Linked DNA regions of Sus scrofa: region 2 is linked to region 1. A link is a contact called in public Hi-C data. All regions are on one chromosome and are shown on one strand. Each heading gives the region's core, a stretch centred on a gene start, on an enhancer-like site or on the middle of the called end of the contact. The rest is flanking DNA. Distances are from core to core; before and after follow the strand shown. Region 1 holds the start of ATP6V0C (V-type proton ATPase 16 kDa proteolipid subunit). Region 2 holds the start of TBC1D24 (TBC1 domain family member 24).

The links. Hi-C and Micro-C count contacts between places; a contact is called where the count stands out from the background.
Region 2: a contact with region 1 is called in a Hi-C map of skeletal muscle, with 5 times the contacts expected there. The contact joins the promoter of TBC1D24 here to the promoter of ATP6V0C in region 1. A contact is called at or near these places in 6 of 47 Hi-C or Micro-C datasets (embryonic fibroblasts, fetal liver, heart right ventricle and 2 more) and 1 of 2 datasets of contacts at active chromatin or transcription factors (alveolar macrophages).

Annotation. Positions count from the first base shown.
Region 1 is chr3:39,537,325-39,541,289 of Sscrofa11.1, reverse strand. ATP6V0C (V-type proton ATPase 16 kDa proteolipid subunit) reads left to right here and starts at 2,586. Exons shown (of 3, transcript XM_003124744.4): 1 at 2,586-2,853. The coding sequence starts at 2,775.
Region 2 is chr3:39,570,165-39,573,886 of Sscrofa11.1, reverse strand. It overlaps TBC1D24 (TBC1 domain family member 24), which reads left to right and starts at 1,570. Exons shown (of 10, transcript XM_021086761.1): 1 at 1,570-2,648. It overlaps NTN3 (netrin-3), which reads left to right. Exons shown (of 7, transcript XM_021086754.1): 2 at 1-103; 3 at 194-343; 4 at 487-537; 5 at 665-739; 6 at 1,008-1,226; 7 at 1,229-1,457. The coding sequence ends at 1,356.

The sequences.
Region 1 (3,965 bases), core at 1,337-3,836:
GGCCATTCCCTTCCATATCTCTGGTGCCGGGAGGCCCCAAGAAAGATGACCTGGGTCCCTCCTGACCCTGTCACTGGTCACCAGACACTCCCTGAGCGCTCATGCAGGAAGTAGGAGGGGTGTTGCAACTCATGGGCCCGTCTCCTTGTCCACAAAGTGAGGGTAGGGGTGGCGTCTTCCCCCAAGGCTCCCTCGAGGATTAACTAACACCCCCAAATGCTTAGGGGATGCTGAGGGCTCCACAACGGAAGTGGCTTGTCAGACGTACCCTTTAGGGTCGCGTGGCTACGGGGTGAAGCAGGCTGGGCAGGGGACCAGGTCAGAGGCTGTGAGAAGACGCAGGCCAGAAATGAAGCCCAGCCTGAGGGGTGGGGGCAGACCTGAGAGCCGGGAAGCCGCAGACGCACCGGGCCTGGTGGGTAATGACGAGGGAGCCGTGACTTGGAGGCTGCTGGTGCTAGCAGCTGGCTGGCTGGATGTGCCTTTGGCCGGAAATGGAAAGAACCCAGTGGAAGCTGGTCATGTGGGAGGAGGGGAGCTCAGGTTGAGACGTGCTGGTTTGAGCTGTCGGCGTCCCCACTGGAGACCCATGGTGACCTCTTACACCAGAACTCAGGGAGAAAGCCAGAGGATGGTGAGCCAAGCCCACCTGCCCTCTAAGCCTGCGGATGGAACTGTCCCCGACCTCCTGGGCTCTGGGGTCTGCGCTTTTGGTGGCGCCATATCCCGAGGTGGACTGTCCTGCGCCTCCGCTCCTTAGTCTGTGGCCTCCCTGGCCCCTCAGCCAGTGCAGCTCCCTGGTCTGGACTCTCCTGACCCTGGACCCTTAGTGCCTGGGAGTTATGGGGGCTGGGCCTGGCCTAGGCACTTGGGCATTTGCTCGCCCAGAGGGCTTCAGGTCTGGAAAGGTGCAGGTGATCACCCAGGGGCAGGGCCCAGCAGAGGGAGTCACGGAAACCTGGGACCTGCAGGGAAGCTGAGGAGGCCACTGCCCTTGCTCCTGTGACTCCAGGAAGGAACGAGGGCATCGGGGCACATGCAGGTGAACTTGGAGAGAGTGGCGGTGTGGTGTGGTGGACAGCAGGCCGTGGCAGCAGAGGGGGCCATTCAGAAAGCCTGAGCCACGTTCCTCGGTTTAGAGAAATGGCAGTCGCCATCCCCCTTGGCAAGGACAAGGAGCTGAGGACACTGAATGAAGATTCCTCTTTCCAGAAGTCAGAGTCAGGGCGAGGAAGACAAAGGCAGAGGGCGGCGTGGAGGGCTCTAGCAGAATGGTGACCTCCTCTCTTTTGGGACAGGACGGACACAGCCCTCCAAGGGCTGCACGTTTGGGGGCAGGGGCAGGGGCAGACCCAGACTCACCAAGAAGGGTCTGAAAGCGGGTCTGAGATTCCATCGGGAGGACCAGGCCGGCGGAGGTGACCCCACCACCCACATGGAGAAGGCTGATGACAGCTACCACCTGGGTCACTGGCGGAGAGTGCTTCTGTGTCGGAACAAGGGCTTGGAGCTCAAGGGAGACCCAGGACCAGATGGCAGCCACCCAGGGTGCCTGAAATGGAGGGAACAAAGGGCAAAGGGATCCAGAACTGGTGGGTAGAGATAAGGCAGCTAGTTGGGGTGCCAGGAGGGCCACATGGGATCATCCGGGCAGTGCCAGTCCCAGGCCAGGCTGCCTGCTGGGCTGAGAGGAAACCTTTTACTGCTGCCCCAGAAATAAGGGCAACCCTGCATGTGCGGGACTTGTGTGGGACAGGCAGAACAAGGACCCAAGATGTAGAAATTTGGGGAAGACTTCTCAGGTCGCAACACCGACAGGGCGCCAAACCAGTCATGCCTACATTTTGAAGGGCAGAGACAACCCCGCTCCTCAGCTGCAGTCTGGGTCCTTGATACAAAAGAGGGAACAGAGGCGGGTAAAGGGGCTCCTTGTCTATGGAAGCCAGGGTAGCAATCACCGATTGCCAGGTTGGGGACTGGTAGGTCTGGAGCAGACGGAGGACGGCGTCTAAGGGTTGGGGAGACCCGAACCGGGAACACAGGAAGGCTCGGGCCAGAGACCAACCAGACAGCAGGGTGGCAGAGGCTTCCCTGGGGGCTGCCGAAGAGGCCGGCGCCCGGTTCACAGGATTTGGCTCCGCCTGCTCGGACCCTCGGATCGCCCCAGGAGGTATGAGCACGTGCGAGGTAGACCGCAGTCTTGGGTTTCTGGGGGCTGGGCCGAGAGAACGCCGTGGCCGGGCTCCACACAGAGAACGCAAAGAAAAGCTTCGGTCGGAACCGAATCCTGGATAGCGCAGCCGCAGAGGAGGCGGGGCACCACGAGCACCGCCCTATATGCTAACGAGGCGCGCCACTGTCCCGCCCCGGCCCAGGGACCGGACTGGCCCAACGCCGCGGGGTTCCAGAGGCCGACCTTGCCGGACAGCGCACCTGGGAAGGCCGAGGTAGGGCGGAGCGCTCGGGTCCGGGCCGGCGGGGTGACAGCACAGTGCGGGGGTGGCCAGCGGGCCTCTAGGGCGCCCCCCGGGCCATGACGCCCCCCCACCAGCGCGAAGTGGTACGGTCCGCAGGGGCGGGGCCCGAGTCATGTGACGCGGCAGCGGCCGCCATTTTGTTCTGCGGTGCTGGTATTTAGAGCGCAGCGGCTGACGGGCCGGATCCCCTTCGCAGCCGCTTCAGCGCTCGCTTCGCGCACCTCGCAGCCTGCCGCGCCCGGCCCGGCCTCGTCCCCGCCTCGACCTGCTGAGCTCGCCCCCTCCCCACCCGCAGACATGTCCGAGGCCAAGAGCGGCCCCGAGTACGCCGCCTTTTTCGCGGTCATGGGCGCCTCGGCCGCCATGGTCTTCAGCGGTGAGCGCCGTGGCAGGAGGGACCCGGGGGGTGGGGGCGCGCGAGGCTTGTGCCCGCTCCTCGCCCGGGGTTCGGCATGTGACGTCAGTGTGACGTAATTTCGAGCCGTTAGGGGGTCCCGGGCCTCACGTGACTGCGGGCGGGGGTCGGGGCCGCAGGGAGCCGTAAGGTGTCTGGAGCGCAGGGCGTGCGAGCTGGTTCCCAGTCCGGGTCCTAGGGTCTCCCGGGGTCCCGGGACCGCAGCCCGGCCAGCTGGCGGTATCGGTGCGGGGGTGGGGCGGCGGCGCCGCTGCCATCTTAGCCCCTGGAGAGGCGGGGGCAAGGCTGGGGTGGGGGCGCGCGGTCCTGCGCCTGCTCTGCACCCGCTCCCCCGCCCCAAATCCTGCGGGCAGGTGTGACATCACACCTAGTAGAGCTCCCCCGACGCGGAGCCGACCCCCCGTCCGTGGGCGGTGGGGGATCCAGCCCTGGCATTCCCCGCCAAGTGCACAGCCCTCGCCCTGTGGAGGCCTGCTCCCCGCCCCCCCGCCTCCCGGCAGGGGTCAGGTGGGTCTGCACCCAGGCTGGTGCTTCCGGTTAGGGCATGTCGGTGTTTCCCAATACTGAAGGCTGCGTGGGTTGGTTGGTTAGGGAAGCCTGGCTGAGGGGTTGGTCTTAAGAGCCGGCAGAGACCTGGGAGTGGGAGTGGAATTGGGGGCTGTGGGGGGCGGGGGTCATACAGGCAGAGGGGGCATCACGGATGTCTGGGGGGCAGGCCAGTGCCAGCACTGTGCGTGTGTGTGGACACTCGTCTGAGTGGGCGAGGTGGCGTGGAGCCTCAGCGTTGAGGGGATTGGGTCGTTTCCAGAGAAGGAACTGCTCAGGCCCGAATGAATGAATGACCTTTCTCCCCTTCCCTGAGGCCTGGAACTGGGAGGGGCTGCCTTCGGAATGCTGAGGGGCCTTCCAGGCTTCTTGATGGTCCCCTGGTTTTGAAGCCGAGTCTTCGCAGTCCTGGGGGTGTCAGATTCTGTGCAAATTGGCCAGTGTGGGAGAAGGGCACTGGGCCAGGCAGAAATGTGGGACCCAGGGAGTCGAGTCCTGACCCAGCTCCGGCCCCCGAGGACTGGTCT
Region 2 (3,722 bases), core at 321-2,820, 34 kb before region 1:
CTCAACTGCCGGCACAATACCGCCGGTCGGCACTGCCACTACTGCCGGGAGGGCTTCTATCGAGACCCGGGCCGTGCCCTGAGTGACCGCCGTGCTTGCAGGGGTGAGCCTGCCATCAGCCACCCACACACCCTCGCCCTCCACTTTTCCACATCCCCAGATGGGCTTCTGACCATCCCACTTCTATCCTCAGCCTGTGACTGTCACCCTGTTGGTGCTGCTGGCAAAACCTGCAACCAGACCACAGGCCAGTGTCCCTGCAAGGACGGCGTCACTGGCCTTACCTGCAACCGCTGTGCCCCTGGCTTCCAGCAGAGCCGCTCTCCAGTAGCACCCTGCGTTAGTGAGTGGCACTGCCCTGCTTAGAACACCTCAGCCCAGGGCACCCCCAGCTCCATGCTGCTGTCTGCCTGTCCCCTGGGTCCTGCAGACCCCACCCCCGCCCCCGGCCCGCTCAAATGCAGGCCATTATCCCATCCCCCACAGAGACCCCTGTCCCTGGACCGACTGAGGAGAGCAACCCCGTGGAGCCCCAAGGTGAGTGGAGGTCCCAGAGGGGCAGGTCCATGCGGGGAGGGGGCTATGGATTCCAGGAGGGGAGGAAGAGAGGGTGAGGGAAAGAGATGGGCATCTGTGCCAACCTCCTCCCGCACCCTCCTCCCAGACTGTGACTTGCACTGCAAACCCGCCCGTGGTAGCTACCGCATCAGCCTGAAGAAGTTCTGCAGGAAGGACTATGGTAGGCCGCCCGCAGGCCTCCTGCCCCCAGCCTCCTCACCTTGCCCTACTTTCCTTGTGGGGCGTCCTGACCCTCGCTGGGTCCCGAGGCCATCCCCCACCCCTCAGATCCTCCGCTGTCTCCGGCCCCCGCCCCGTCAGCCCCCTTGGCCTCTCGGTGCTTCTCCGCCACCCCCTCCGACCCTCGCGGGCGCCGCGCCGGGTGCTCCTCTGCGCGGCCCGGCCCCGCCCCGCTTCGCCTGACCCCGCCCCTTTCACCTCCCTCGCAGCGGTGCAGGTGGCTGTGGGCGCGCGCGGCGAGGCGCGCGGCTCCTGGACACGCTTCCCGGTGGCCGTGCTCGCCGTGTTCCGGAGCGGCGAGGAGCGCGCGCGGCGCGGGAGCAGCGCCCTGTGGGTGCCGGCTCGGGACGCAGCCTGCGGCTGCCCGCGCCTACTGCCGGGCCGCCACTACCTGCTGCTGGGGGGCGGGCCGGGGGCCGCAGTCGGGGGCCCGGGGGCCGGGGGCCCGGTCTCAGTGCCGCCCGCGGAAGCCTCGTGCTGCCCTGGCGGGATGCGTGGACGCGGCGCCTCCGGAGGCTTCAGCGGCGCGAACGGCGGGGGCGCTGCGGGACGGCCTGACCCCACTGGCCGGGTGGGGGCCGGCGGGGCGGTTCCCACACATCAAGGCGCACGTTCTTGCAGTGTATCCGCCTACCGAGGAGTCATTGCTTGTGTCGCGCGAATCTCCATCTGCCCCACCAGCCCCCGACCTTGCCCCGCGCCTCCCTCGGTGCCTTGAGCTTCTGCCCAGGAGTGTGACAGACGCAACGACACCCCCGTCCCAACAAAGAGGGATGTGCTAGCCCCTAAGAGCGGCTTCGAGGCCTGCTTGGGCAGCTGTCATTAAGACGACTCCTTGCCCGCCCCCCCCACCCCGAGCTACCTGCGGCTTCCAAGGGACACAAGGATACCCCCAGAGGGCCGTGAACCCCCTGTGGGCCGGAACTTAGAGGCTCTGCGAACACTCCAAGGGCTGCCTTACCAACCCCACCCTGGGATGTCGTGGTCCCTCAGAAGTCCCACCTTCCTAAAAGTGACACCCCCAACATTTACGTACCCCTTTGTGATGCCAGGACCCACAGAAAGCGAGAACACCCTAAGGGCTGCTGTGATTCCACGGACTGTGTTCCGCCAAAGAGCGCTCTGACTCCCCAAGAGGCACTGTGGCCACGACAGACGCCTCTGGACCCCCACGGGGCTCGGTGACACTGGCTCTCCCACCCTCTCTGAGGATAAGCAGAGGGCGCTGTAACTCCTCCCCCAACGAGGATGGTGGCCTCTGGTTCCCGTCTGACCCGCTTGTCACCTCTGCCTGCTGGGAGTCCGTGTCCCTGTCCCTGCTGCGACTCTACCTCTTTTTTGGCCTGTTGTGTCCCTGTCCCTTGTCTCCATCTGGCTGTCTCTCTCAGCCTCTCACGTCCCTCCCCGAGGACCCCCTGCACCTTTCGCCCGCTCCGGATCGGACGACGTGCCCAAGCGGACGCGCGTCCCTAAGTCTACGCGTGATCCGGAGCGACAGCGGCTCCCGCGGGCAGCCCTGCAGACTCCCCAGATGCCTCCCGCCTCGCCGGCTGCTAAGCGGGTCAGCCCCCCCGCCCCCGTCCACTCTCTCGCGCCCGCGGGCGGGGGGCAGCGCGCGTACTCGCATTCCTCGCACTGGGACCCACGCACAGCTGGCGCATGCTCCTGCCGCCTTGCCGCGGGGCGTCAGCGCGCATGCCCAGAGCCCGATGCAGCGGAGACCAGCGGGCGCCCCGGGTGGGCAGCTGGCGGCGCGTCTCGGCTGGGGCGGGGCCGCGTGCGCGCGTGCGCAGAAAGGCGGGCGCTCGATCTCTCGGCAAGCTGAGGAGAAAGCGGCGCGGCGGGCGGAGGTGGGTGCGCGGCCGGCGCGGGTGGGCGGAGGTGGGCGCGCGGCCGGGCGGGCGGAAGCGAGACGGCCCGGCGCGGAGACCGCGGGGGCGGCGGGGCCGGGTGGGGGGCTGTCATCGCGGCCCCGGTGTGCTGAGGGAGGGGACGTGGGGGCCTGGCTGCGGGGCCTCTGTCCGAGACCCGGCGCGCGGCGGGGCGGCCGGCGCGCGGGTCCGGGGTCTGGGGCCCGCGCATCCGGGGCCCGAAGCCGTCTGCCTGGCGTTGCCAGCTCCCCGCGGACCGAGCGCCGGCCTGGGCGGGACGTGGGGCCGGGGCTGATCTCGACCCCGCCCCGCCGGACATCCCCCCGGGGGCAGAGCCAGCGCCCCCCACCAGGCTGTGTCCGCGCGCCGACCGGCTCCGGGCGTGGCGGCGGTCGGAAAGAGCTGTCTCTGTGTCACTCCTTCCTTGGGGCGCTTTCCGTCTCTGCGGGGAAGGAAATCCGCTTCTGGACTCAACACTTGCAACAGATTCTCTGATAACATTCTGCCTTCGAAGACCTGCAGCAGCGCCCGCCCCGGCCCTCCGCTGGCTCCAGGATGACAGCCGGCCCGCCTGCCTAGGTATCTATCCAGCCGTGTGAGCCTGGTGTGGTGCGTGCCCCCTTTGGAACGGACACAGTGCCAGGGAACAGAAGCATTTCCACAGGGCCCTGGGCGCTGAGCTCTCTGAGCCTTGAGTAAGCACCGCTGGAGGTCAGGGACAGGCTGCACCTGGTCAAGGTCCCGTCGCGGCAAGGGTGCTGGTGGCCTTGTGACTTCACTCAGTAAGGGAAAAGATGGATGGTGGGCTTCCTGGTTGAACACTTGCTGAGCTGACAGTAAAGGCCAGAGGTTGTCTAAGAGGCACAGGTTGTTGGGTTAGCGTGTGCCTGGAATGCACAGGCCTGCTAGTGGATGTGGCTGTGTTTATGATGCTGGTGTTGAGGTCTTTCCCCAGCTGCTTATTCCTTGTCAAGAGCCTGTCTACCAGTGGAAGCACTTTGAAGTGCTTTTCCTTATTTATATATGTATATATTTGCATCAGTGCCATCAGGA